2 separate regions of the Mus musculus genome follow, and region 1 is linked to region 2. A link is a contact called in public HiChIP or PLAC-seq data. All regions are on one chromosome and are shown on one strand. Each heading gives the region's core, a stretch centred on a gene start, on an enhancer-like site or on the middle of the called end of the contact. The rest is flanking DNA. Distances are from core to core; before and after follow the strand shown. Region 1 overlaps Rrp15 (ribosomal RNA processing 15 homolog (S. cerevisiae)). Region 2 has its middle 73 kb from the start of Lyplal1.

Region 1 (5,065 bases), core at 2,018-4,517, 680 kb before region 2:
CATGCCCATCACAAAAATCTGGAAACCGTACAAGGAATTAGCAAAAACAAAGCCCCAGTGAACTTAGTGTCTAGACTCTTCCCATACAAAAAATAGACAAATTACAGCCGGACTGAAACGTGAAAGGGAGTCCCTGTTAGGACACTTGGTGTCACTTGTCACCGTGAGGACACTTGGTGTCACTTGGGCTCTCTGAGGACCAGGGAGAACTGACACTGTGCTGCTCTGCTTGTCCTGAAGCCTCCATCTTTTGGATGGGAACCCTTGTGCTTTCCTGAGGGAGGCCTCAGCTCTTCTCACCAGCGAGGTGGTGGGATACCCTGCATGATTAGCAGCTACTGTTGTTCCCTTCCACAACTGTAGTTGAAAATAGTTTGCTATTGATAATCAGCCAGCACTAAAACTGTTTAGCTAAAATTAAAGTAAAACTCAGTGTTATTAGACAAATCAATTGAGATAAACACATTGATCACTGCTAAGCCTAAGATGTGGCCATTCTTTTAGGGTTTGACTTTTCTTCCTTCAAAATCGAGTGAGAGCAAACTGTTTAATTATTTGCTGTTGAATTAATAACTTCAGGTCTTCATCCTTAGCATTCCTTAGACACCAATGTGTCTGAACTTAAATGGTTAGCACTCTAAGAGCTGTCTTCATCTTCAAAATGTACACCGATTGCATCTGCATGATCTTGATTGAATATCTGTCTAAGAGCAGGCCACTGGGGATACCTTGCATCATGTAGTGTTATTTGCTGCTCTTGTGCACAGACACATGTGTGTGTACAATGCTCTAGCCTACATGTGTGTGTAAGCTAGAGATGGATGAGGAATGCTTTCCTCTCTAGCAGACAGCGGGGTCCTCTTGTCTTTCCCTTGCAGCGCTAAGACCATAGGCTGGGACTCAGGTCCTTCTGCTCGCATGGTTAGTACTGAGCCATTTGACCGACCCTACTCCGTTTTCCTTTTCAGTTAGTGTAAGCATGAAGGGTTTAGAGACACGTTGCTGTAGGCCATCTAATCAGTACAGCCTCACATCACGGCCTGACATGGTCTGGACAGCAGGTGGGGATGCAGTGCTGTAGGTTAGACCTCCAATATCCCTGTGCCTGGGGTTGTTGTATTAACTTGTGATTATCTGGTTTATCTTCATTGTGGATGCTCTAAGCCGTATGCTCGGTGGTAAGATTGCTTATGAAGCAATCCAGTAGATCGACTTGCAGAAGAACAGTGTAATCTGCTTAGTTTAGGACTTCTGTGGAAGTTAGGTCTAAGGGATGTAGCTTAGCCTGCAGAGTACTTGACCAGCATGCACAAATGCCTGGGGCTTAGCCTCAGCACGGTGTGAACCATGTGTGCTGCTGCAGTTCGTGCCTGTAACCCACAGGCAGTGGTAGAAGCAGGAAGATAGATCAGAAGGTCTGGCCCAGTCTTGTTTCACAGTTAAGTTTGAAGCCGGCATGGAATACAGGAGACAATTGTACACCATTTTCTGTGTATTTTAGCGTTAGTTCTGCTGGGTTGTTGATGGGAGGTAACAGGTAGTAGAGCAGCGTGTGTAAGAGATGTGGATTTTGGCCTGTGCTTCAGGGCTGACTTGCTCATGAATGCTTGAACAAAGGCTTCATGTCCTGAGCCCTCGTTCCCTTTCGTCATATGGAGTGATATTCCCACCTGGCAGGCACTCAGAGAGTCAGAAATGTGGTGCTGCAGAGGGTCTAGCCAGCACACACCGACTCAGTAATACAGCAAAGACAGCCACAACAGGCAGGCAGGGTCATCATGATAAAATGTAAGTAATAGGACCAGCAGGGCTCCTTGACAGATGCTCTTGAGAAACTTAGAGGGAATCTGGGACTGTAAATGACAGTGTAGCCATCTGGTTTTGTTTGTCTCTTGTTTTGCTGTCCTGCCTTGTAAGGTCTCTTTGCACTCATGTAGTCTTGGAAGTCACATTTCACCCCAGACTCACTTATTTTAGTACAAAGCTAGGGTTTGGTGCTCTTTGCCACTGAGCAGCGTATAAGCCAGGGTCTCCACACTTTCCTATATTCCTACTGAGGTATTCTTTATAGAAGCCTCCATTCTCTGCGGGGATCCATCGCCCCTCAGGGTGTCCCTGTGACCATTCTGCTATTTAAATGCATTGCTGTGCCATCCGAGGTTGCTCCCATATTAGCTAGCACCCGAGTGTCCTGGTTCTTGTACCGTGTCTCCATTCACTCTTACTGGTTGTGTCAGTGCTGGCAGGAAGGTTGTGGCTTGGTGATGGGATCTTCTGCCTGCTTGTGCCCTGTGAAGTCACTGCTGTACTGCATTCCATAGGCCTGGCATGAGGTTGTTCTGGAACTTTCCTTCACGCTGAGCCTGGAGACTTTCTTCTCCCTTGGCTGTCTCTTCTGCACTGCAGTTAAGGAGCCTCCTGAACGGGTTCTACTTCACACTGTCTTCTATTGTCTGTCTGTTTTCCTGTGTGATTGTCTCAGTTTTACCTTCTCACCTGCCTCCCTTCTCCTCAGCTTCACTCCAGGTTGGCCATCCTTGATGTCTAATGGGTGCTTTAAAACCAAAGTGAACCTGAATTCCAGGCTGAGAGTTCCTTGCCTAGTCCATTAGGCCAAACCTGCTGTATTTTATTTAAACAAGAATTTTAGCTATTCAAATTACAGACTATGAAGTATGCTTAAACTGTCATAATTTCGAAAGCCCTCAGACTATCTGGAGTACCAATCTATTTATTGTTCCTGATTCTCAAAGACTGAGCAATCTTGTTTCACTGCCTTTTATAATTCTAAATTGTATTGTTGATAAATTTAAAACCCAAACCAAAAAAAACTGAATTGAAACCAGGTCATGATGGCTCATTTTTATAATCCCAGCACTCAGGAGGCTAAGGCAGAATTGCTGCGCGTTGAAGTCCAGCTTGGGCAACATACAGTAATGAGTCGTAGTCTAACATGGTTTGCAGTATGAGACCCTATTTCAAATTACTACTTTAATCAAAAGCTTTGAGCAGTTAAGTTGGCCAGCCTGCTGTAATTGTTGGTCCTGAGTGCCAGCAAGAGCATGGGGTTGAGTCAGAAAACCTGGAATAGCTGTGGAGCTTCCGCTCCAGAGAGTCCAGCAGTCAGTGGGGAACAGGGCCCGGCCACTCACCTGACAAGCATTCCACTGTCGTGGTCTCACACCACACGAGTGTTTCTAGTCCCCAGTGCTGGTTCCACTGCAGCCGGTGTCGATACGTGAACTACTAAGTCAGCTCCCAGTCTATGCAGTTGTCTGCCTCCCTGGCTCCCGGCTGTTCTGGGTGCAAGCTGTGATTTAGTTTTTTATCCCACAAAGGCAGAAGCGGTCCATTTTTCCTCTTAATACATAAATAGGTTCCTAAAAAATAAACAAGCTGTAGCACAGTTATGTAATTAGCTTGTGAAACCTTGCGGACATTTTGGTGTCTTTTTAAAAAATGCTTGCTACATAGACACAGCCCCCAGATGGGATAGATTTGCAGACTACCTGTGGTTGTGAGAACAGGACTTGGTTTTGGTCACGTCAGTGTTGCAGTACACACGACTGCCACACGGTGGTGCTGTTGTTCCACAAAGGAAGGCGTGTGTCCTTAGCTCCAGGTCTTACCCCGTGGCTGCGTGGAATGACTTGTCTCCTGAGTTTGTTGCTTGCTTCAGTTACTTCTAACTCCTGGGCTTTATTAGTTCCCGACTCCGTGACTGTGTCAGGCAGTGAGACCTTGTATGTCCGCGCTGCTACAGACTCTGGAAGAGGCACTGTCTCAAGCAGCTGCACAGTGCCAGTTAGCTTCTCGCTTCAGTGCGCTTGGGGTTAAACTTTAGGCTCCATTAAAGTCACTGCCAAGGATTTTCTAATAAGGTACCACCAAAGGTTAATTAATGTTGTCCAAATATTTTTAAAAGTGATGCCAAATCTGTATTTTCCCCAACTCTAAATTATTTTGCTTTTATGTTTCATTGGTAGAATTGAAATTTTTTCTTTACTCTGTATTTGTATATACATGAGCACAGAATATAAAATCAATTTTATATTATTTTGGTTTTATCTCATTTCAAAGTACATATTGAAAAGTTTGTTTTGAAGTATATAATTTTTAAATTTTCTTTATGGTTAAATTGATTTGTGAATGTTTTGGTTCTGTGATTTTTCTTAGACTGAAGTGAAATCAGAAGAGAGCCCAGGGTGGAAGATTCTGCGAGATGATTTCATGATGGGAGCCAGCATGAAGGACTGGGACAAGGAGAGCGAGGGCGAGGAGCCTGCTGGTGGCAGGGCAGAGGCCGCAGCCAGCCGTTGAGCGGCAGACGGGAGCATCCAGCTCCGCTGCAAATGACCCGACGGTTGGGAGCCTGCGCATGGCCATCTGCCAAATGCTAGGACTTCCTGAGAACCTGTGCTCTAGGGTTCCTCAGGTGCAGACTGTATTAAAGCTGTATTTTTAATTCTTACAGAAATTTAACCTGTTTTTCTAAAATATTTGTACAGAGAAATATTTTTTTTCTTGAGCAGTAAACTGCAATTTTCTAGGATCCTTTGCTGTGGACACATGCCCATCATCCATCAGGGTTTCTAAAGTGCGGTCCCATTTATAATTAAAGTGAATTTGATATGAAATCTCTGCTTCCCTGCTCAGATCCATAGATCTGTCTGTCACGGAGGGTGGGTGATTGGTGCCGTTGGTTTGTGTGGCTAAGCCTTTAAGAAAAAGGTACATAAAATTTCAAATTGTTATCTTTTCTATTTTAGTTCTAGAAAACCAGTGAAGCTGTGTGATTTCCTCCACTATTTCTGTGAAACTTGGCTCCAGTTACCAAGTCTGTAAGGGAAGTAGGTATTGAGCGTGACGCGCTCTCATGAGAAGGACCCGTCTCTCTCCATCTTTCCATGAAGGGAGCCCTGCGACCACCCATGGCACACACTTGGATCTGCTCTACACTGAGGCCCAACCCTGCCCCTGGGTTGGAGCAGGAGGTTTATGTTTTCAGGCCAAATCAAGGGCTATAAATGTTCCATGACTACGGGGCCCCTGTCAGAGTGAAGCT
Region 2 (5,034 bases), core at 2,161-4,660:
GAATTTAAAGAGCTCTTTCTCTTATATATGTGTGCCATGTGTGTACCTGGTGAATGTGGAGGCCAGAAGATGCTGTTAGTGCTCCTGGAAATGGAGTTACTGATGGTTGTAAGCCATTGTGTGTGCTGGGAACACACTTTGATTCTCCCAGAAAGCTCGAGAACTCTCACCTGTTCAGCTATCCCCAAGGAACCTCAAAACACACTATGTTTTAAACAATAAAACCCACATTTTGCCACACCATGAAAAAGAATTTCTGAACTCAGAAATCATTATTTCTAGACTCCCATACTTTACCAGCTATCAAAGGATAAAACATCAAACTTCAGAGGGATGACTGTTGATGCCCTTTATGACAGCTACATACAAAGAAACACATTAAGGAGTGCAGAGAGGATGTGGAGAAATGAGGAGAGAGCAGGTCCCATATGTGATGTTGCTGGGATGTAAAATCATGTGACTGCCTTAGAAATTTAAAACTGTAGAGTAACCATATAACCCAGCAGTTCTAGCCAAACGTATATACACACTAAAGAGACATGAATCTCTGTCCACATAAAAATATGTGCATGAGTAAGCACCACTACATCCATTGTACAAGATATAATGCAAACGCCCACATTGACTGATTGAACAGGATCTATTCATGACAATATAAAAGCAATGTCTTAATTCCTACTAAAGCATAAATGAATTTCAAACCATTGCAGTAAGTGAAGCACCTCTCACACAGGGGGCCTGCTGCTGCATGACTCACCCACTATACTATGTTAAGTAGGAAACTATGAAGAAAGAAATCAATTAATGGTTGCTTAGAGATGGTGGGGTGGGGGTGCGGTGGAGAGAGATAATATGACTGTAAATAAACACAGCATTTTGTGCAGTACTGGAAACATTCTAAAACCATCTACTGTGATGGACACATAACTCTAGAGAAAAATATCAGGAAACGCAAAAAGAATCAGGGCAGTGATTTGGAGACTGCAGAGGTGGCTCCGAGGTTAAGAGCTGTTCTTCTAGAGGATTGGAGTTCGGATGCCAGTCCCGCAGTTCATGATAGCCTGTTAACTACAGCTGCTGGTGATTTGTGCCCTCTTCTGACCTTTGTGGATGCCTGCACTCACTTACACACAAGCTCCCATAACAGATATCCACACACAAACATAATTAAAAATGCAATAGATCTTTAAAAAGACGGTCAATACAGATATTAGGATAAAAGGAAAGATTCAGAGGACTTATTAGCATAAAGATATAAAGGAGATCACAGCGACAGCCATAACATAGGCACAACTCTACAATGAGCTAGCTAAAGCTAAAAAATTGTAATTGTAAATGAAAGTTTAATAAAGGGTAAAGTGCATGTTTCCCCCGGGAGAGAGGGAACTCCAGTACTGGCATAAAAGAGTATAATAATATGAGAAGGAATTTCATTTACTGCACCCATGCTCACAGAAAGAGCTCATGTTCTGATGGGGCATGTGTTTCAATGAAGCCTTTCAGGCTCCTGTACACAATGATATCAGCTTGAACAGATCAGAACGCCATGCTAAGTTAAAGTCACTGCAAAGTAACTGGCAGGTAAGTCACTTCTTTTCTAAGTGGGTAAGAACTTGAGTCATAGGTATTTGAAACTTAAGAGGCATGTCCTTTAAGGATAGTTAGATCACAAAGAAAATACCATAAATGACTATAAACCACTCAGAGAGAAATGGAGAAAAGAATTATTTGCATCAGAATTCACAGGCCATGGTGATAACTCCACTCGAAGAGAAAGCAATCAATGTTGAAGATGTTGAAAAATAAGGAAATGTATTCAGCTTACCATAGCATAATAAATGTCATTCAAACTAATTCCGCTTTCTGTGCATAAATATTACTGATGTGTACATGCACGGGTGTGTGCATGTGTGTATTCATTTGTTTCTGAGGCCAGAGTTCCATGCTGAGTCTTTTTTCCACTCAACTTCCCACCTTTTCTTTTTCCCTGTTTTTTCCTGTTTTGGGTTGGTCAATCAACTCAAGGGATCTATTTGTGTCCCTCCCCAGTTCCTTTACCCCTGGTTTGGGGATGTCAGGTATATGCCACCACAACAAACTTTTAGATAGGGCCCGTGGATTCAAACTCCAGATCCTTGTGCCTGCATGGCAAGCACTTTCATGTAGCTATATGATAGTTCCAGAGTCAGAACCTACTCATAAAAATTCTATATACAGGTCTGTATCACACATTCCTGATGAAAACTCTGTTTTAATAGCTTAAGTTTTATTATTGGTGATGATGTCAGGAAAAGAAAGACAAATTCAATTTTCAAGCCGTCAGTTAGTTAGGTAGAGTAATTCAGTTACATCATCTCTTTAATTTTTTTTCTCTTTTGAGGGAACAGCAGAGCCAATAGACTTAATGGGCTGATGAATAAGAGTTTTTCCTCTAAAGTCCTTTATGAACAGCTTGATGGAGTCTTGGTGAGTTTTCTTATTTATTTTCCCTAGATTTGCCCAGCAAAACTAACGCAGGGCTACCTATTGGACATCGTTATTCAAGGGCACTCTCCTTCAGGGAACAGCTTCACACTGTGGGTCTGTGAATGGACCAAGGCTGGGTCCACTGTCCTCATGTCTGGGTCATGGTGTCTAGTGGAGATGAGTGTCCAACCAAGCCAGGGCGGTCAGGAGTCCCGTGTGTGGGATTCTGGAGGAACCTGGGCTGTAAGATGTTCTTTCCTACTCTTTGGTTTTTAAGAGGTCAGTGTGTGAGCCACTTCAATGCCTCCCACTGTTGCCTGCGTTTTTACAATGCCAGCGTGAGCTGCAGTGGGGAGCAGGTTTATGGTGCGCGCCATTCAATTTAGACTCTACTAGAGCAAATGATTGCAGTGATTGGGAGGAAAGAAACTGGAAAATAAGTCCCTGATGTAAAACTGGTCACAGGGCCAAAACAGTAGTGCCAGTTATGACCTCAGTGCTTCACTGATGTTATTTTGACAACAGTCTTTTCAAAGCCATAGAGTCTATTATTAGTGAGGGTAAGCGTGCTGAACCGTATATTTTCCCCCCTCGGAAAGCCAGTGTCTTTGTATTTGAAGTTTCCATTTGCTTTTCTTAGTTTCACGTTTTTTTTGTGTGTGTTCTTCCTTGAGAAGAAGCACTGACAATAAACTGGGATGGAGAGAAAGAATGTCTGCAGGGTTATCCCAGCCTGGGTACAGCCCTGGGGTATACACAGACTATTCTCTCAGTCTGCCTAGTGTTTCCTTCCTTGATTGCATGGATTCAGAGCAGCGGGTTATATGATATGTTGTAAGCCAAACACTGAGACAATAAAAGTTTATCACATTTCTCTTATGTTAAAGTTGGGAGTCCGGCCCCCAGGGAAGCTCTGAAGTAAACAGTGTGATGTGAGCTCCTTTGTCAAGGAGTTCTTGAGAAGATGAGTCATAGACAAATAAATAATAAATATGACTCAAGAGTGTGCAATAGTATTGTATGATGGTAAAAAAAAGTGATGATTATGAATCTACACTGAATCCACAACAACTAGATGCAGTTTGGGGGTAGGCAGAAGATAACTGTGAGACATGGCTTCTGATGCTGGTCCTGTGAAGGCTCACAAAGAATGTATAGATGAACCGAATCAATACTGGAAAACACTGAGCTGACTAGTCTCTGAAAATGAATTCCAACGTTCCAGGAAACTCCATTTTTATATTGCTGTTTCCCAGGAACAGTCATAACTCCTGGTGTTTCTTCTGAACACAGAACACAAATTCCCCTTTTATGTTTCATAATATACTAGAAGGAGTTATCCTGAATGCCACATGGGAAGAACAGAAAGTCATTTCAAACAGCATCACTCATAAACCTCCCGGCCCACACATTAGACCACTTATCTAATTTTCATGAAACTGTACCCATCCACATAAATTTGGGACGTATTCCCACAGAGATAATAACATTAAATACATTAAATACAAAGCCAAAGTCAGTCACAACAACAAAATAGCCTGACAACATGAGCCAGCTCCCAAGTACAGCAGTGATATTTCATTCCTAGACGAAGCTGTGGTAACGTCAGCCTCTGACAAACCAAGAAAGTTACAAAGGTGCCTATTTGTTAATGAAAACTCTACCCAGAGGAAGCCAGCTACATAGTCTCTTTAAGGTTTGTGATACCTCCCTATGTCATTTTGTTCATAGATTATTGCTCTAAAGATCTCTGATCAATCCATTCAGTTACCTGATGTCTCAGTATTTACTGCCATTTTACAGATGAGGAAATAATCTGGCAGAGAATAAACTTTAATACCTATTTTAGCTTAGATCACACAGAAAATAAACTTCATAAAATATACTGGCCTCAAGATCATCCTGGTTGTGACAATTGGAGGTTCTATCAGAACTCTACATTGGTTCATGGGGATTGTCGCTTCTGCAACCCAATAGTTCCTTACTCGCATCACCAACTTCTTCAGTCATATCCTTCCGCCAAATATTTCTGAAACCCGCAGCCTCTCTTTTGTGAGGTACCAGGCTAGGTGCAGAAAGCTCCACGGAATTTACAACTTGCTCCCTAAGGTGCTCCTGGATTTAGGAGCAATACATGGGGCCCACTTACCAGTGAAGTTAGTATTTAATTTATCCACACCCTAATGTCTTCCATTGTAATTCAAACCTTTCCTCTGATGATCATCCGGATCAAGGTGGTCACCATCTCTATGTAACAAGTCATGGAAGCAGCTTATTGAGAAGAAAAAATGTGGTATGTTAGGGTTCCTGAAGGGGTAATTGAGTGGAAGCCATTGGCACAGGCAAGAGCACTCACTAGATATTGGGAGCACAGGAGCCAAGACAGAGACATTTCTTATTTTCTAGAATAGAAGATATCAATAAGGAGGTGGCACTTGGGAGTCCTGGGCAGCAGGGGTTGGGGAGTGGGAGGGTTGATTCAAGGGCTGAGCTAATAGCTTTTATTTATATGGTTATATGGTGTGTATTTTAAGCTTGTTTTTATTGCCACTGAATAAGAAAATGCTT

What was found. HiChIP or PLAC-seq counts read pairs in DNA pulled down with a chosen protein or histone mark.
Region 1: a FOXA1 HiChIP or PLAC-seq map of pancreatic cancer cells shows a contact between it and region 2. The contact joins two enhancer-like sites. A contact is called at or near these places in 3 of 484 Hi-C or Micro-C datasets (the N1E-115 cell line, cortical neurons and nephron progenitors) and 1 of 115 datasets of contacts at active chromatin or transcription factors (pancreatic cancer cells).

Annotation. Positions count from the first base shown.
Region 1 is chr1:186,720,658-186,725,722 of GRCm38.p6, reverse strand. Rrp15 (ribosomal RNA processing 15 homolog (S. cerevisiae)) reads left to right here. Exons shown (of 5, transcript NM_026041.2): 5 at 4,177-4,637. The coding sequence ends at 4,320. Among named protein-coding and RNA genes, the nearest start is that of Tgfb2, 17 kb to the right of the region's middle. Within about 2 kb of position 3,267, at least 33 of the 459 cell types and tissues checked have an H3K27ac peak or open chromatin away from gene starts, as enhancers often do. A contact at or near this core is called in pancreatic cancer cells, where this site is marked.
Region 2 is chr1:186,042,092-186,047,125 of GRCm38.p6, reverse strand. No RefSeq gene overlaps it. Among named protein-coding and RNA genes, the nearest start is that of Lyplal1, 73 kb to the left of the region's middle. Within about 2 kb of position 3,410, at least 18 of the 459 cell types and tissues checked have an H3K27ac peak or open chromatin away from gene starts, as enhancers often do. A contact at or near this core is called in pancreatic cancer cells, where this site is marked.